Regions from separate parts of the Rattus norvegicus genome. Here region 1 is linked to region 2. Evidence: chromatin contacts called from public Hi-C data. All regions are on one chromosome and are shown on one strand. Each heading gives the region's core, a stretch centred on a gene start, on an enhancer-like site or on the middle of the called end of the contact. The rest is flanking DNA. Distances are from core to core; before and after follow the strand shown.

Region 1 (5,389 bases), core at 674-3,173, 51 kb before region 2:
ATGAATTCTGATGCCCTCTTCTGGTGGGTCTGAAGACAGCTACAGTGTACTTATATATAATAAATAAATCTTTTAAAAAAATAATAGAAGTATGTAACATAAGTGCACAAGTGATACCTTGATCAATATCTCCAAGGTCACATAGGGAATCACACAAGGATGTTGCTAAGATGTGGTACCTGTCTCCATAGCTCTGGATCAGATCCCTGGCTGGAGCTAGACCTCAACTTCAGCCTCTGCTGTCTTCCCAGGGCTTCCAAAATGTTTACTAGCCTTGTAGTGCACAGAACCCTAAATGTCCTAGAAGAGACATGGAATTCTGTTTTCCTATCAGCTAATCTGTCAGATTTGTCTTATGAATAACGCATTTGGCAGCATGAAGCACGAAGAAAAGCCAGAGGGATGAGAATGTCTATCATCAAACAAATTATCCACAAAGGAGGGGTGTGGTTTCTTGAGGTAAAAAGGAAAGTGGATGGGGGGGGGCAGCAATTCAGCTGACTGAGGAAAACAGCATGATGCTATCAGGAAAGAGAGAGAAAAGTGGAATGGACTCTAGATCATTGTGTTTTGGGTTTTGAACAGGTGCTCCACTGTGTAGCTCGGGCTAGCCCTGAACTTAAAAACCTTTCGCTACTCTGTCATTCTTGAATTCTGTAATTCTCGAATGATAGAATTACAGGTCTGTGACACTACATCTAGATGACTCCCTAATTTTGACACTGGTACACCTGGAATGATGAAGAGTTGGTATCTAAGGGAGCCAGAGAGAGGCAGTTTGTGGGGGCCAGTGAATACCATTTTAGTCATGCTAAGTTTAAAGGACATCCTTAAATCTAGCTGGAGTCCTAAGTGTCTAGACAAAAAGAACTGAAAATTAAACGCCGAAAGAAGTCAATGGGAATCCACTGAGTTCTGAGGTGGTGACATTGTCGGAAGGAACAAAAGGATAGATGTTTGTTGAGTGGGAGGAGCCTAAAATGACGGTTGTGGAGAGACCTGACGTTCTAGATGAAGTACAAAGTGTTTGCTCATAAATAGGTACAAACATTTGCTTCTGTAACAAACTGGAAGAATCAGAAAGTCTTTGGGTTGAAGATCTAGAAAAGTCAGCTTGTATCTTTTTTATTTTTGGTTCTTTTTTTCGGAGCTGGGGACCGAACCCAGGGCCTTGCGCTTCCTAGGCAAGCGCTCTACCACTGAGCTAAATCCCCAACCCCACCAGTTTGTATCTTAAGAGCTGTTTCCCTGTTCTGCCTCAGCGTAGGAGACCTGGGAGACGTTATTGTGTCTACTACCTCTGCCTCAGATGCTGAAAATGATGAGATAAGGAAGTCTTTTCTTCCTCAAAAAAAAAAAAAAGCCACCTATTTTATACATATATAGGCTCGAATGCAAGAGTCATTCGTCTGGTATTTATTCTGACCTGGGCTCAATCAGCTCTTGGGCAAGCTGATGGTTCTTTGCTCCCAGGTGGTTACCATATCAATGCTGACCTTCTTATGAATGCCTGGTGAAGGTAGGACATTACAGCCTGGACTTCTGGACTAAGAAATCCTCCTGCCTCCAATTCCCAAGCATTTGAGTACACGCATGCACTACTCTGCTGCACACAGCTAGTATGTTTATGAGTACTACTTGTGAACAAAACAGGTTTTTGTATTTTCCTTTAATGTGGTCCAATAATGTTTCTTGGTATGTTAAGTTTTCTTCTTAAGTTTTGAGCATTTTACTGATAATTTTTTAGAAAATTTGTGTATAAAACGACTGACTATGGTTGTGTGACTGTTTCACCAATTTGTATCAGTGTGCAGATGTGCTTTACGTATTCATTTTGAGACCAGGAGTCAACCACCGTGTGATCAGGGCAACTCCCTGTTTGCAATGTGGCTTAGATAAACCTTCCATCCAAAGGTGGAGTCCATTGCCTCTCCTCTGGCCTCTCTGTTGGCCTGTGACTGGCTTTGAGTAGCAGCAGTCTCTGTATTTGCTTTGCTTCAATGCCACTAACGTCATGCAACTAAGCTTAGAGTTTGGCTGGGAACGTGATTAGGTTGGCAGAGTGTTTCCTTAGCATTCATAAAGCTCTGGGTTCCATCCCAGTATTGCGTAAATGAGGTGTAGTGGAACATGCTTATCATCTCTGCACTCACCTCAGAAGTTCCTCTGCCACCTAGAGAACTTGAGGCCCCCTTGGGAAGAAAGTGATACTGTTACAAAAAAGGAAGGAGAGAACAACAATTGTATCAGCAGCTGGGACTAGCTTCTCTCCGTGATAGACATGTTTAGAACTAGACAGGCTAGACAGGCTAGACAGGCGGGTCCTCCAGACAATATCAGAGACAGATATTCAGGCAAAGCTATCTCATACTGCTCTGGGGCTATCTTACCACTAGTGCAAGCAGAGAGAGCTTCCTTATGCCATCCGATGAGAATCAATCACTGGCCACAAGATAAATGAATGCAGTTTAGTGACCAGCCTCAGGTCAGATGAGGTAAATACTAGCATTGAGCACCAGAACAGATTGATGAGCCACAGAACTGTGATTGAATTAAGTGGTGGTTGTTTCAGGTCACTGGGTTTTAAGTAGATTGCATGTAATACAGATTAACGGATACAACTTGGGACCTGCTATTCGCATTCTGATTTTGGAATTAACCTCTCTTTGATATCATATTTCAGCATTTGACAAACTGAAAGATGATTTTAAAGGACTATGTTATTTTACTATAGTTTACTTAAACTTTCCCCAGTAATGGTATATTAGGTTTGCATGTAGTTTTTAGCTTCATGAAAAATATTGTTCCAAACATCTTCCTACAAGTGGTTTACAAACTTTTGCTTACTTTTGTTTTCTTTAAAGATTTATTTATTTGTTCAATGCATTTAATGTATACCGTCACTGTTCTTTTAAGAAAATCATGTATGGGGGCTGTAGAGACAACTCAGCAGTTAAGAGCACTGGTTTCTCTTCCAGAGGACCCAGGTTCAATTCCAAGCGTCCACATGGCAGCTCACAATGGCCTATAACTCCAGTTCCGGGGGATCTGACACCCTCACACAGATACACATGCAAGCAAAACACAAATCCACATAAAATAAAAATAGATCATTATAAAAATAAAAAAGAAAAGAAAATTATGTATGTATATAGTTATGTAGCATTTATTGCAGTGCTGGGGACGGAACCTGAAGCCTCACAGATACGTCCCAGAGCTATAGCCATAGCCCCTTCTCAGAAACTTTTCTTACATTGCCTGACGCTTTTCAAAAGGTCATTATCAATCTGTGCTTCAGTCAATGTACACAATAATGTATCCACCCAGTGCCAGCAACCTGTTTACACTGGGCAACTGCTAAATCAAGCATTCTGACATCAGAACCTTTGTGCCTTCCTATTTGTGTGCTGAAAATCTGGACCCTTACAGTGATGGTATTAGGTTCCTTCTCAACCTGTGGATTGCAACCCCCTTTGGGGGTTGAACACCCTTTCATAGGGATCATATATCAGATCTCCTGCATATCAGGTATTTGCATATGATTCATAACAGTAGTACAATGACAGTTATGAAGTAGCAACAAAAATAATTTTATGGCTGGGGGTCACCACAACATGAGGAACTGTATTAAAGGTTTGAAGCATTAGGAAGGTTGAGAACTTATACTAGGAGATGAAGCCTTTGGGAAGTGACAAGCTAGAGCTAGTGAATGGTATTTAAAGGGACTTACAGAGGAAAGAGACAGACTGAGAGACAGAGACAGAGACTGTGACAGACACAGGGACACGGGGACAAAGAGAGACACCAAGACAGAGACAAAAGCAGAGAGAATGAGACAGAAAGATGCATGTTTCTTGCTCCACAGAGGCTTCACTGTCACCCTTTTCTAGGCTGTAACATATGTAGCCCATTGCTGTTTACCATCAAATAGTTTTGTCTAATCTTGAATCATGAATGCCATGAAACTGGAAACATTGTCTCATCATATCTGTGAAATCTACCTATGGCGCTGTTGTATACCATTTTTTCAAAATCACTGAATATTATTCCACTAAGTGAATATGCTGTCATTTACTTATCCACAGTTGGAATCTGGGGGCTTTTTGTTTTGATGCTATTAAGCAGTGCTTTAAAACCCGTTTCAATAGCTGAACAAGTGTGCTGCTGGTGCCTCATGGATGTTTTAAAACTTTCAAGTACTGCCCAGAACGAGGTAAGGGGAGAGGGGAGTGATGGGCAGGGATAAGAGGGTAAAAGCGATTTTAGCCATGCCGAAGAACTTAGCCTTTATGGCTGGACAGAGGAAGGAGCTGCAGAGAGGTCCTGACCAAGAGGAGGAACTTATGCAATTAATGGAATAGCAGGAGTGACGGGGAACAGAATGATTGTCATTAATCGGCCAAGGGTTCTATTGCTGTCCTATTCACCTAGATAAAGTCATGAATAAGCAAAGTGCGATTTCCTCCTGTTAGCTGTTATGAGCTTTGCGTGGCAGAGGCTAACGGCTCTGGGCCTTTACAATTTTTCAAAATTGTAAGAGGAAACATATTTTGAAAGTATGGGGGGCATTTATAAATAAGGAAGGTGGTAAGTGGTTGTCTTGCAAAATAAAATAAAACGTGGCATGAAGTTTTTTCATTCAGGTTTATGAATTAAAAAAAAACATTATGTTATGTGTTGCTGCCTTTGGAAAGTGAAGGGGAACAACAGAGTGAGAGGGAAGGAAGCGGAACTCAGTATCAGACTTGAGAAGGTCAAGTTGAATCTGCTGAGCTGTAAGCTTACAAATGTGTTCAAAAGAGAAAGAGGGAAAATATGCTTAATGTTCAAATCGATAAGCTGTAGTACCAATATAGTGTATGTACTTGAAATAGCATTAGGGCACTGGCTTATCTATCCCTGACAAGCTAGTCATTTTTTAAAAAATGGAATAACTCATGGATTTACATGTTGTCCTTACATAAAGGTTATGCTAATTACCTCTGCCTTGGTTCTATTAAGATTGAGTGTGTGTGTGTGTGTGTGTGTGTGTGTGTGTGTTTGTGCGCACACGAGCGCATGCATGTGTGTGTTGGGGAGACAGGTGTATCGAACACACAAGCATGCCTGTGTGAGTCTAAATATACCATGTTCATGCAACTGCTAAAACACAACTTTGCAGTATTGAATTCCCTGGGGCTGAAACTACAAGAGATTGTAAAGTACCTGAAGTAGGTACTGAGAATTGAACCTGGGTCCTATGCCAGAAGTTCTTAAAGGCTGGGCTCTAGCCATTTGGTCTAATTTTAATAGGAAGGCTCTTGAGGGAAGCTCCATCACTTTGGATTTTTCGGAGGCTTTAGGCCTTGAGTGCCAGCAGCCCATCCACCCTTCACAGCTCTGTTAATGA
Region 2 (4,909 bases), core at 255-2,754:
GAAAACCTTTTGAGGAGAATGACAAGATTGCTGGAGCTAAATGGTTTTTATTTTTGAGAAGCAGGAATCAGGGCCATCTGCCAAGAGGACTAAAAGCCATGGTGAGGAGTAGAAAGGAGCTCTGAAATACCATCAGCTGAACTCCCAAATATCCAGTATCCTTTATCATTAAAGGCCACCATATATATCATCCCATTAAATCTACCCACCCACGGAAGTATTTTCCCCCACTTGATGCTACATTATGAAAACAGAAATTGAACTTCAAAAAGGTTACCACCATAATTAAAGGAAAACAAAGACTGTCCACCAGGGTGCTGGCAGTGTTCTAGAAACAAACAGGCTACAACAAAGGGGGTTTTACTTAAGTGGTGCAAGCAAAATTCCAATTATTATTTTAGACTTTGACAAGTGATGTGGGAGAGGAAAAAATGGTGCTGTAAGAGATACGGTGGATTGATGGAGAAAATTCGGGGAGGCAGAGGTGATAAAACCATGATGGAGGTAGGAATGCTGTGAGCAGGCAAGCAAGCTGGAAACTTCAGGTCCAGGAAGGTAGATTCTCCCAGGCCCAGGCTATGAGGCAGAGACTTGGCGAAAAGCTAGTAGGATAGAAGCCTGGTGAGCAAGAGGGCACTGGCCAAGGCCAGAACCCCATGGTAAACCAGGGCAAAAGCCCTGCCTTTGCCAAGGTAAGGGCAAGGAGCAAGGGCCAGGTTGCTCAGCTCGCCCACGCGTGTTCGTGACCGCCACCAAGACGCCCAGCACGTGGACAGGGCGACAGTAAAGGCCACTTGCAGGCCGAGGGGCGTCAAAGAACCAGAATTAGCCAAGCTGGGCGTGGGCCATCCTTCCAAGAGCTACCACCTTCCATCGGTGAGCGACCCCGCCCGGGCCCTCCGCCACCAGGCAGCCAGACTGACAGCCTTTCTTCCCGGAAGCGGGCCTCTCAGCCGAAACTTTGGTCAAAATGCCGTGCGGAGATAACACAAATTGCAAACAAGGCGAAGTCCTGGAGAAAACAGCCCTGTTGATTTATCCTGTTTCCCCTCGCGGCTTCCCAGTAGAAGATTTAAGCGCCTCTCTTCAAGTCACCCCCCTCCAACAGCGAGAGCATTGGTTTGTCCCCTCAGTCCGGATTGGCTGAAATTTTACGCCTTGGCTAGCGATTGGAGAATATTTGTCTCGTTCCTAGCCCCTGCGTCAATTGGTCGGTCTCCTGCTTCTGGGCGGAGCATCCGGGGACGGTTTCCACCCTCTTGTTTACCGGCCGCTTAGTTGACGCTCTCGCTAAAGTTCCCTGTTCAGCCGCGCGGGCCAATTGCGCCGCTCGCTCCGCCCCCGCCCCCTCCCTCACGGCCTCCTGCGTGGTACTGCCCACACCTTCAGAACGCCGGCTCTTCCTCCGCCCGCGCTGGCCCGCTGCTTACCCCGACCCCGCGTCGAGTCCGCGCTTGGTACGGCCCGCGCCACCTCCTCCGCTCGTGAGGGAGGCTCGACCCCCTCCCGGGCCGCGGCTCTTGGTGCCGCCCGGGAGAACCAGGTCATCGGCCGGTTCCCGTGAAAACAAAAACAATCGGCGGCGCCGCCGGGGGGCGGCCGAACGCGGCGAGACAGGGGGCCCGGGGCGAGACGCGGCGCCGGGTAGGGCGGGCGAGCGAGCGAGCGCGAGCGGCGGGGCCGGGGCGCCATGGGGCGGGCGGGCATGGGCTGCGCGGGGCTCTCCGGGTGCCGCGGCTAGCGCGCCCGCCTTGCCTTCGTCTCCCGCGCTGCCCGCCTGCCGCCTTGGGGGAGGAGGAGCAGGACGCGGCCTCGGTGGGGCCCGGGCCGAACCACTGCGGACCCCTGGGCGCCGGGGAGCCAAGCGCCGCGGTCTCCGGCATGGATCAGTGCGTGACGGTGGAGCGCGAGCTGGAGAAGGTGCTGCACAAGTTCTCGGGCTACGGGCAGCTGTGCGAGCGGGGCCTGGAAGAGCTCATCGACTACACCGGCGGCCTCAAGCACGAGATCCTGCAGAGCCACGGTGAGGGTGGGCGCGCGGGGGTCGGGGCCCTGCGCTGTGTCTGCTGGTCCCCAGGCCGCGGCGACTTTTCCTCGTCGCGCGGACCCACCCGGAAACGCGGTGGCCTGGGGGAGCAGTCCGCTGCACACGGCTCGGGGCGGGGAGGCTTGCGTGGTCCTGCGGGCCGCAGGTGTGCGAGTGATAAAGGGGGTCTGCGCAGGACTTTGTCTAATTCTCGGCTTCGCAGACTTTTTTTCCCGTGGTGGTTCTTAGTTGAATGTTCTTAGCTGTGGGTTTCCACATCAGCCGCTGCTGGAACTTCAGAGCTGGACTTAGGTGAGCAGGCAGCTCTTCTGAAATCTCATAGGAAGCCGGCTGATTTGAACCATTCAGCGCTCCTGCTTTAGCCTCTGTAGAGACGGATGGAGCAGTTGTCGAGTTGTTAGTTACTTGACTTACCTGGTCCAGTTTGTACTTGTTAATAATTCTTTCAGAAAACTGTTTTTCCGTAGAAAGTGTTTTGCCTAGGTTATTTCTTCAGTTGCCTGGGCTAACTTTGAGAAAGGGTTTTGTGTTTTAAAAATGACATTAGAGGTCTGGTACTTTGGAGCCACAATGCTGACCCTTTCTGAAGAGTAAAGGACTTGTAATATTAGAGATTCTTTCAAGAGGTTGGGCCCTTGTCAGTTTGAGGGCTGAACAGAAATTAAAGGGATGTTTACTAGTCAGGGAGAAATGCTGATGGTGCAGGTGAGATTAAGGCAGTGCTAGCCCTGCCTCTCTCTTCTTTCCTCTACACCTTTATTTCCCAGACATTTCAGTTGTGAGTGACTGCTCCTCTCTGGTAAAGGAGTCTGACAACTTCTGACACAGCTGTCGCTTTGGAACGCCGTATAAATATATAGAAAACATATTGATGGCTGCTTGTGAAAAGATTATTTGACTGAATTGGTGGTGATCATATACTTGATACAAACAAAATAAGGAGGGGTGTGAGGAAGTCTGGTGAATTTTGACTCATGGGGTGAAGTTTGAGCACTGACTTCTCTTCCAGAGGCCCTGAGTTCAATTCCCAGCAATCACTTGGTGAAGGGGCTGGAGAGAAGGTTAAGAGATGAAATTCAAGGGTCTGATGAACATAGAGCAAAGGGCTTGGGTGTACGTGAGACTAAAATTGGTTGTTTTCTTTTGGTTGTGGTGTTTTGAGGTAGAGTCTCACTGTGTGGCCCAAGCCAGCTTTGAATTTATAATCTTGTCTTTATCTTTCTAGTGTTGGGATTCCCGGTGTGGCCCCCTGTGTTTCCAGATATTTCTAGGCAGACTGTGGAGATCATAGGATGTGAGATGAAAGATCGTAGGCTCTAAACACAGCCAAAGTAGAGCAGAAATGAAAAGGGCAGAAAGGATAAGAGAGGCTGCTTGGCTGGTACTTGACATTTTGTGGACAAACCAGATTATTTCGGGCTAAGAAAAAAATAGTGCACACTGAAGTGGAAGGCAATCAGTCCAAGGTGGTTCTACCTCAGTGCTTAGAGACCCCGACACCCCATTACTCAGAGGACATCTTTGTCATTTGACCAAAAAGGAGGAAGCCAATAGGGAAAGAGAAGAACACAGGGCTTACACCTGGAGAGGTAGGAGGAATGCTTCCTTTTTTGGGGACCAGATCAGAGATTGAGGGGTTATTTGAGAGAGAAAAGATAGAAAACAGAGTCCTTTCCAGAAGAGTGAGTATGGAAGAAGAGAGATGTGATTGTGAGGTTTGTTTTAGGGAAATTACAGTCAGTTCCAGATGGTTAAAATTATTGTAAAAATCACCAAGTCAGGGATTTTAGGCCTCTTTGCTGGTGGGAGAACTTTGCACAAAACCTGTGGTGTGAGGGGTAGTAGGCACATATGCCTGCCGTGCTGCTGGTAGAACACATTGTTGTGCTTGTTCTCCTGTGTAACACACACCTGCCAGTCCTCTGTGGCATCCTTGTTTCCCTTTAATAAATTGACTGGGATTAAGTAAGGAGAGGTAGTTATAAAACATGAAAGAGATACACACAGATCCTGGGTCTGCTTTCTAAGGTAGCCTTTGTTTCTTTTGAGTGATAAACATGCTTTGGTATTTGATTGCAGGCTTCTCAAAACAACTAATTTCTAAGTTAAAGTTTCAAGCAGGTGATGGGCAGTGGGTATTATACTGAATCTTAAATACGCCCCTTTCAAAGGTGCCTGCTGAAAGCAGAGTTTACCTCTATTTAGGCTTGGAATTGTGCCTTCTGGGCAAGTACTCTGGTAGGCTGGCTGCTGTGATCCAAGAGAGGGGCTCCAGTTGGGCTTCTGTCAGGGCTCCAGATCTTATGCTCCAAGCTCATGAGTGGTAGGTAATATTCCTGGGAGAAGAGAATGAGTGAATTAGAACCTTGGGGACTGTGAACATTATCTGCCAGATTGCAGAAACATCTTTTACCAGAACTGGGAAATCAGCCCAAGTTTAAGAAGCCATAATTTCTTAGGTTTACTTGAGTCTATAGTGGGGTGTCTGAGGTAAAAGGGATCACAGACAACTATAGTAAATGAACATAGCTAGAGAATCTTTGGAAACTGGTTGTACGTATGTGGGGTCAGTAAGTTCAGCCACCATATCAAATCCTTCCTCCAAGTTACAAACACAGCCCTAGGGGCTGACCTGGAACTGTCCAGCCAGCTTGAAATGACCTCTATGTAACCTGAAATTGTTGCACGTGAAATTTCTCTGTTAGCTATGTCTTTTTAAAATGTAGCTTTCTTATGCATAAACTACAGGAGAATAAGGATGATATGGGATACTCACTCACATTTGGTGAGTTAGTTTATGCTATCACTTTATCCATCCCTAGTTCATCAGCTTGGAAAGGGGGCGGGGAAGTTTTGTTTTTT

What was found. A called contact is a pair of places that touch in the nucleus more often than the background predicts.
Region 1: a contact with region 2 is called in a Hi-C map of liver, with 5 times the contacts expected there. The contact joins the enhancer-like site here to the promoter of Rmnd5a in region 2.

The regions. Positions count from the first base shown.
Region 1 is chr4:105,039,000-105,044,388 of GRCr8, reverse strand. No RefSeq gene overlaps it. Among named protein-coding and RNA genes, the nearest start is that of Rnf103, 43 kb to the left of the region's middle. Within about 2 kb of position 1,923, at least 3 of the 93 cell types and tissues checked have an H3K27ac peak or open chromatin away from gene starts, as enhancers often do. A contact at or near this core is called in liver, where this site is marked.
Region 2 is chr4:104,987,683-104,992,591 of GRCr8, reverse strand. It overlaps Rmnd5a (required for meiotic nuclear division 5 homolog A), which reads left to right and starts at 1,504. Exons shown (of 10, transcript NM_001427218.1): 1 at 1,504-2,023. The coding sequence starts at 1,882.